Linked DNA regions of Canis lupus: region 1 is linked to region 2. Evidence: chromatin contacts called from public Hi-C data. All regions are on one chromosome and are shown on one strand. The core of a region is the stretch at or near the end of the contact, and the rest is flanking DNA. Distances in the headings are between cores, read along the strand shown.

Region 1 (3,306 bases), core at 352-2,851, 150 kb after region 2:
TCAGTGAAGAACTCATTACTATGATCTTCCACAAAGCTCATTAGTCCTCGAATACCCATGATGACTGTCTGAAGAATTGCCTGTTTAAAACAGCAGAACACACTTTCAACTAATGCTGTTTAATGGGGACCGAGTCTTAATTTCCAACACCACAAACCAACATCAAATGTTATGAACAGCTCTTTAAACAGAACATATTAGGCGTTAGCCTCTCAATTCTTACCTAGATGCTCAAGTAACACCACCTAGCTGAGTGCCTTTTCATTCTCTTTTGCTTTCCCCATGTGTGACAAGGCACAAATGCAATGGTTTCATGGAGTTTAATCTCTGGATAGGGTGGAGGCTATTGATTCTAAAAGAAAATCAGTTAAAGCCCATTACTGACATACTAACAGAGCCTACTGCGGGCTCTGATATGGAAACATAACAGTCATCACCTTGCAACAACATTTTCGCGGGGTCAAAATAAAAAGTCCTGAGCTATAAAAATGATACCCTCTCACTCTCATAACTAACGAACCAGAGAGTACCGGGCTTCAGTTAACGAAAGTGTGTAGGGTCAATGATACCCATCCAGTTTTTCTTTATTGATAATCAGTCTGGGAATTTCGTTTAGGCCTTGGCTTGTGGTCAGTCCCATCTTAATTGGCATATAGTTTTGAGTAAGGAAAATTACTGCTACATGCATGCAGGAACTCCCCAGCTTCACCCTAACTAGAGGTTCTTTCCCTCTTCTTGCAATTGCATATCTGGCTCAGGACCAAGAATATCGCTCCCTCTCTGGCTAACTGGAGTCACAGAGTGTGTGTTACTAGCTTTTCCTTGGGCCTCCCGCTCCAATAGGGCTCAGCGTGGCACGGTCTTTATTTAAAAACCATGAGATTTTTATCGACGCCCGATTTCTTTTGCATTGATTTTGATTTTTAATTATATTGCATTAAAATGTGTCTATCTTGATTACAGACTTCTGGGGCACCCCTTGCATTTTGCGCCCACGCCAGTTCACCCCAGTTTTGGCCCTGCCCTCCTCAGCATCTTATCTGGTATAGCAGTTATTTATTGACGTCTGTCTTGCAAAGCTTATGCGAACGGAGGCCGTGGCCACTCCTCCTAAGCTAATTACAGGGCCTCGCAGGAGCTGAACAAACGTGTGCTGGGTCGGAGGAAGGCGCCCAGAAGGCTTGAGGCCAGTCGTCAAACACAGGCCTTCACACCTCGCTCCTCCACAACCCTCATAACCGGCCACCCGGGCCAGCAGCCGAGCGCACCTGCACCGTCCTCCCCGGGGCCGGCCCTTCCATTAAAAGGCTGCAGGAGCCACTGCTGGAACCGCCCGCACGTGAGGGTCCGACCTGGGGAGCGGGAACCGGAAGTCGCCGCGTATGACGTCACTGGGAAAGCTCGCGTCCAGGAAGCTGGTGGAGCCGGAGGGCGCGGGGGCACAGGGGCTCCGGGGCCGCGGGGCGCGAGGTCGCTCAAGGCAGGCGGGGATGTCAGCTCCGAGAGGGCCGCTGCCACGTTAGGAGAGCCAGGCGGGCCCGACCTGGTCGCCTTTCCCCGCCCACCTGGGTCACCGCACACTTCCGCCTCGGCGCCCGGCCCCGTGCCGCCTCCCGCCGCTTCCCAGCATGCCCCACGCTGTCTCCCTGGCAACGGGGCGCAACAGCCTGGCCCCGAGGTCGGGCGGCTCGGCGAGGCTGCTGCACCTACGGGAGACCTGCCCGGCGTCCGTCCCAATTACGGGTGGGACCGTGGGCACGGCCTGGCGCCGCAGCTCCTCCGCCCTCGGCCCCGAAAGGTATGCGAAGGGCGGCCCGCGTGGCGCGCCGGGCTCCCCGAAGCCGCGGACGGTGATGGCTTCAGGTCGCCCCAGCGGGGCTCGGCCCCCGGGGGCCTCCGTGCCCGCGACCCCTCCGCTTCCCTTGGCTCCTCGCCTCCCAGATCCGCTCCCGCCTCCGGAGCAGAAGCGTGGCCGGCGCCGCCTCCGTATATGTTAGCCCGCTTTGCGAAAATGTAATTTTTTTAAAAAAGAAGTTGAGGCAGGGAATGTTCGTTTTACCTTAAGGTTAAGGTTTGCCTTTAAGGTTAGGGTTCGGTGGGGGAGGGGCAGCCTTCGGCGCAGGGCGTGACCCTGGAGACCCGGGGTAGGGTCCCACGTCGGGCTCCCTGCAGGGAGCCTGCTTCTCTCTCTGCCTGTGCCTCTGCCTCTCTCTGTGTGTGTCTCTCATGAATAAGTAAATAAAATTAAAAAAAAAAAAAGGTTAGTGTTCCACTTAAGCAGAATCTGGTGTCTGACCTGCTTCCTCTCTTTATGACAAGGGAAGAGAACTACTTGACTTGAACCCGTGATGAACACGCTCCTTCCCTTGTCTTTTGCCCCCAGCCAGGTCAGTTTGCAGGAGGTCATCTCTCCCCTTTCTCACGGTTCCCATCCGACTTTCTAAGTCTTCTCTTCCCTCCTCTCACCACGCACACTTTTTTTTTCCTCCCTTGGGCAACAGTCGGTCTGTGTGTGGATGCCTGTTTGCCTTAACAGAATTTGTTGAACCACCTACTACTATATGACAGGAGCCAAGGATACAAAGATACAGAAGGTGTGTGTATCTGGCGCTCAGCTTCATCCACAACCTTCAGGAGGTAGGGGCGAGTGAACGTTGACAAAGGAACAGATAGTTCTGGAATCTAGACAACATGGGACCTGCTAGGGTAGCTCTGTGGTTGCACAGAGGAGATTAGTGGAATTGATTACTAAAGGTCACAGGGCTGAGTCTGGGAGTTTGGCAGAAGGGAACCTAGTTCCAAAGTAGTCTGTGGGCCTGGCCAGACTGCTTAGATGACATTGCTGGGTTTAAAATTAAGCTCATTTACAAACAGGAGCCCCTGGGAAATTGGACTTCTCCAGAACTAGTCTGTCCTTCACTGAATAGGGACCTTTATCTCATCCCTAATATAAGGAGAATTACTGGGTCATCTGGAGGGTTCTTTCCTGTTGAAAACTCTATGAGTCCATGTATTTTAATTTGCCAGAAAGTATCACTTTTGTGGGAGCAGGGAAAGCAAACAAAATACACATCTGGAGGACTGCTCTCCAGTCATTTTTTTTCAGTAGTAGATTTTACTGATATTTTCTGTGATCTTGATAATCTGATGTAAATTTTTATTAATTCAGGGATTTTGAGGTTCCGACACAATGCTAACGTTTTAGTATTGTCATGAGCACACGATGATTGGTTTCTTCTCCTCCTCCTTTTTCTTAGATTTTATTTTTAGGTAATCTCCACACCCAACATGGGGTTCAAACCCACA
Region 2 (3,553 bases), core at 487-2,986:
GAGAAGTGCATCTAGAAAGCTGTCCAGAACTTTTGACCCTAGACTAATTCCCCCATATTTGGGATTAAATGGGCAACACAGGTAACTCGGTTCGGTTGTTTATTTTGACATTGAGGGATCCCTGGGTGGCGCAGCAGTTTAGCGCCTGCCTTCGGCCCAGGGCTTGATCCTGGAGACCCGGGATCGAATCCCGCGTCGGGCTCCCTCTGCCTGTGTCTCTGCCTCTCTCTCTCTCACTGTGTGCCTATCATGAAAAAAAAAAAAAAAGAAATAACCACTATTTTGACATCGAACATGTGGTCAGAGAACATGTTACAGGATCTGAGATAAGGGGCAAGTTTTTTTGTTCTTGTTGCTGTTGTTTTTTTTAATGAGAAAAAGTGTGAATGGAGAAAAATACCTCTAGCACACAAGGGAGGACTTCTGCCGTCGGGTTCTTGGTGGCGGAAGCGGTCGAGCTCAGCAGGTGTAGCCCTGCCCTCTAGCGGATCTGGGTGTGAGAGGACTTCGTTTCAGTCTGTTTCTGGTTTACCAAGGCTTATTTATTAACATCAACTGTCCATAAAAAAAAAAAAAAAATTACTTATGGCGGGGGGAGAGGGGGGTTGTCTGGGTTAAGATGCTGAGCAAGTGAAAGATTCAAGCGGCAAAAGACACAGCCAGTGGCCGAAGGTGATGCACCTTCTCCGGCTTCCACACACCTGAAAAGGCGGAGTCCCTCCCCCGAGCTCTGCAGCCGATGCTCGCCGTCTCCGCACACACGGGCCCTGGAGGAGACCGATCCCTTGGCCGCGCACAACTTCGGGAAGTCGCCCCGCCACGACCTGCGCCCGCGGTCGGAGCCAAGCGGCCGCCCCGGGGGCCTGCGAGGGCGGGTGGCAAGTCCCACGGAGGACCGCAGTCTCTCTGCGTTCGCCCCTTCCCTCGGAGGTCCTCGCGTCGCCCGCCGAGATTGTGACGGCCATCCCGACGTGGGGAGGAGTCGGGACACCTGCGGACCCTCGGACACCTGCGGGGCGCGGAGCACGCGCGGGCCCGCCCGCTTGGCCCGGCCCCGCGGCGGCCTCTCGACGATGCGTGGCCGGGGCTGGGCCTCCGCCCCTCGCGCCCAGTGGGTGCGTGGAAACGGGCGGGCACCGGGGGTCGGCGAGGAGCCTCCACAGGGCGGGGAGGGCCGGGGAGGGCCGGGGAGGGCCTCGCACCCGGCGCGCCCTCCCGCGGGACTGCTCCGCACCCGCAACCAACCACGCTTTCGCGGCGGGCGGCGCGGCCCGAGCTCCACTTCCGCCGTCGGCGCCCGTGCGTGACAGTGCGCGTGCGCGCGCTCCTCTCGCGGCGGAAGTAGTAGCGACAAAGCTCGGTCCGCGGCGGGCCCGGGAGTGCGGAGCGTGCCGGGGCGGGGGGCGGCGGGCGGCGGGGAGGGGCCGAGCGCAGGAGGCGGAGGCGGGCGCAGAGCCGCGCGGCCGCGCCGGAGCGGCCGGGCCGACCGTGACGGGTCCCCTCGCCTCCTCTCCTTTCCCCTCCCCGACCGCCCTCAGTGCGCTCCCTCCTCACGCCGGGAGCGGGCTCCCGCTTGGCGCCGCCGCTCGGCGGGCCACTCCTTTTCGCCCCAAGCGTGCGGGGCGCTCCCGCGAGCCTCGCGGGTGAGTCCCCCCATCCCCGCCCCCCGTCCCCGCAGCCCGGAGGACCGGGTTCTGGGGCTTTGGGAGGGCACCAGTGTAACCTCGTGCCCCTCATTTCCAGAAACTTCCAGGTCCTGAGGGAGGGAGCGTCCGGGGATACCCCGGCCCGCGGGTGTCTCTAGGGCGCCGCCCCGCCGGCTGGAGCTGGGGGCGTCGCGGGGGGCTGAGGCGGGGGGGGGCGGGGCGGGGGCTCCCTCCTCTGCGCGTCTCCCGTCAGCGCCGCTTCTCCCGGTTTCTCTTGCAGATGCTGCTGCTAGGGGTGGTGGGAGCAGCCGTGGGACGTGTGGCCGGGAGAGGGGGTGACAGCCTGGGATTCCGGGGGCTTCTCTTCCTTGTCCTCCTCTCCTCTCTATTCCCAGTGTGGCCGCGGCTGACACTAAAGACTTTGTAGCCATCAACCCAAGTGCAGTTTCGATGGAAAATGAAGGTAAAGGCCCCTGGCAGACGGATTGCAACGCGGAGTTGAGGGTGTGGTGGTTTGCTTTTAAGTTGCCTTTCTTTTTTTCCACCTTTTTATTTTCCTGATTTTTTTTTTTTTTCCCCATTTGTGAAGTATCCAAGGAATTGCTTTCTTGGGATACTAGCATTTATTTTGGTAACATAGGGCATTTCGGAAATTAAGGCGCTATGGGCTGACTGAGCTTTATTCTGCTTTCCTGAGAGAGCTGCTGTCTTTAGGGAATGGAAGGGAAGTTTTCATTTCTGATAGCATCTGTGCTTGTTTTAAATAGTTATTTGAAAGGAATCACTCGAGGGGAAATGGAAAGGGAGAGGGAAGGGGATGCACTGCCTCTCCGTATATTTGCATATCAAGCCTTGATAATGTTATGTGACTGGATTAGTTTATAAGAAACGAGACAGTTTTTAGTTCATGGAGATTTGTTTTTCACTTCATAAAAAAAAATAACTTTGAATTTAACAGAATGTTAACGAGGAGATTTCCTCTCTTATTAAAGTTCCTCCCTCCCTATTTGAGAACATCATTTAGGAGGTTGACAGTGGAACTTGTTTGTCCACTGTGCACTTTGGACCACTAGATCATCATTCACATGTTACTTGATTTCTTTGGTCGCATTAAAGTATTTAATGCCTTTTCACTAGACAGCACTGGTGATTTTCCAAAAGCGTCGAATAACTCTGAATATTATTTCCTCTCCTGAAACAACCACACTTATTCATTCCCGGGACTGACTTCTGACTTGTGTGTGATAATCTTTCTCTTTTCTTTCCCCACCCTGGTCTGCAAGATGCTATGAAAGATACTTACACAAATTACAGTTTGTCTTCTTGTGTCTTTTGGTTTTTAAAATCTGAACTGGCACAAAGGAGAGGCAGTGGGGTTTGCTGGTTGCTTTCTCACTTGTTTTTCCCATTTTAAGAACGTAAGCTCAGTTGCCCTAGGTAGGACTGGTAATTTTCGCATAGATATTTCTTATATGCATGATCTGTTTTGCTGCCTGAGACCCTGGGATATGTGGGAAATACGAGCGGCACGATTATATTGCTCAGTTTTACTCTTCATGAATAATTGGTGGAAGACATTTTCTGAAATATTGAAGTATATAACTGCAGAGGAGTTATGCCAACCTAGTAGGGTCATTAGAAAGAGCATTTGAAAGCAGTGATGTTTTTGTTTGATGGAATGGAGAAATCACTTTTCTGAGGCTTTCTCTTTGTCTTGATTTACAGATTTCAGAAAGGCAAATCCTTTCTTCACAAGAGACAAAGAATATTAAATGCACTTGTATACCTGTTTCTTGGTAGTTGTATCTTAAATAACATCTATGCCTTCTGCTTTCAGAGTGTTACCAGGTTTAAGAGAGTAGTCTAAAGTAGGTGTATTCTTAGGTGTTGCTTTTGTTTCTTGATCT

The links. A called contact is a pair of places that touch in the nucleus more often than the background predicts.
Region 1: a contact with region 2 is called in a Hi-C map of blood, with 2.0 times the contacts expected there. The contact joins the promoter of ASTE1 here to the promoter of LOC119877453 in region 2. A contact is called at or near these places in 2 of 9 Hi-C or Micro-C datasets (both in blood).

The regions. Positions count from the first base shown.
Region 1 is chr23:28,754,414-28,757,719 of UU_Cfam_GSD_1.0, forward strand. It overlaps ASTE1 (protein asteroid homolog 1), which reads right to left and starts at 1,602. Exons shown (of 5, transcript XR_005377021.1): 1 at 1,269-1,602; 2 at 1-80. NEK11 (serine/threonine-protein kinase Nek11) reads left to right here and starts at 1,661. Exons shown (of 17, transcript XM_038570831.1): 1 at 1,661-1,798.
Region 2 is chr23:28,608,638-28,612,190 of UU_Cfam_GSD_1.0, forward strand. It overlaps LOC119877453 (collagen alpha-1(I) chain-like), which reads right to left and starts at 1,737. Exons shown (of 8, transcript XM_038571347.1): 1 at 702-1,737; 2 at 401-490. The coding sequence starts at 1,737. It overlaps ATP2C1 (calcium-transporting ATPase type 2C member 1), which reads left to right and starts at 1,480. Exons shown (of 28, transcript XM_038570826.1): 1 at 1,480-1,643.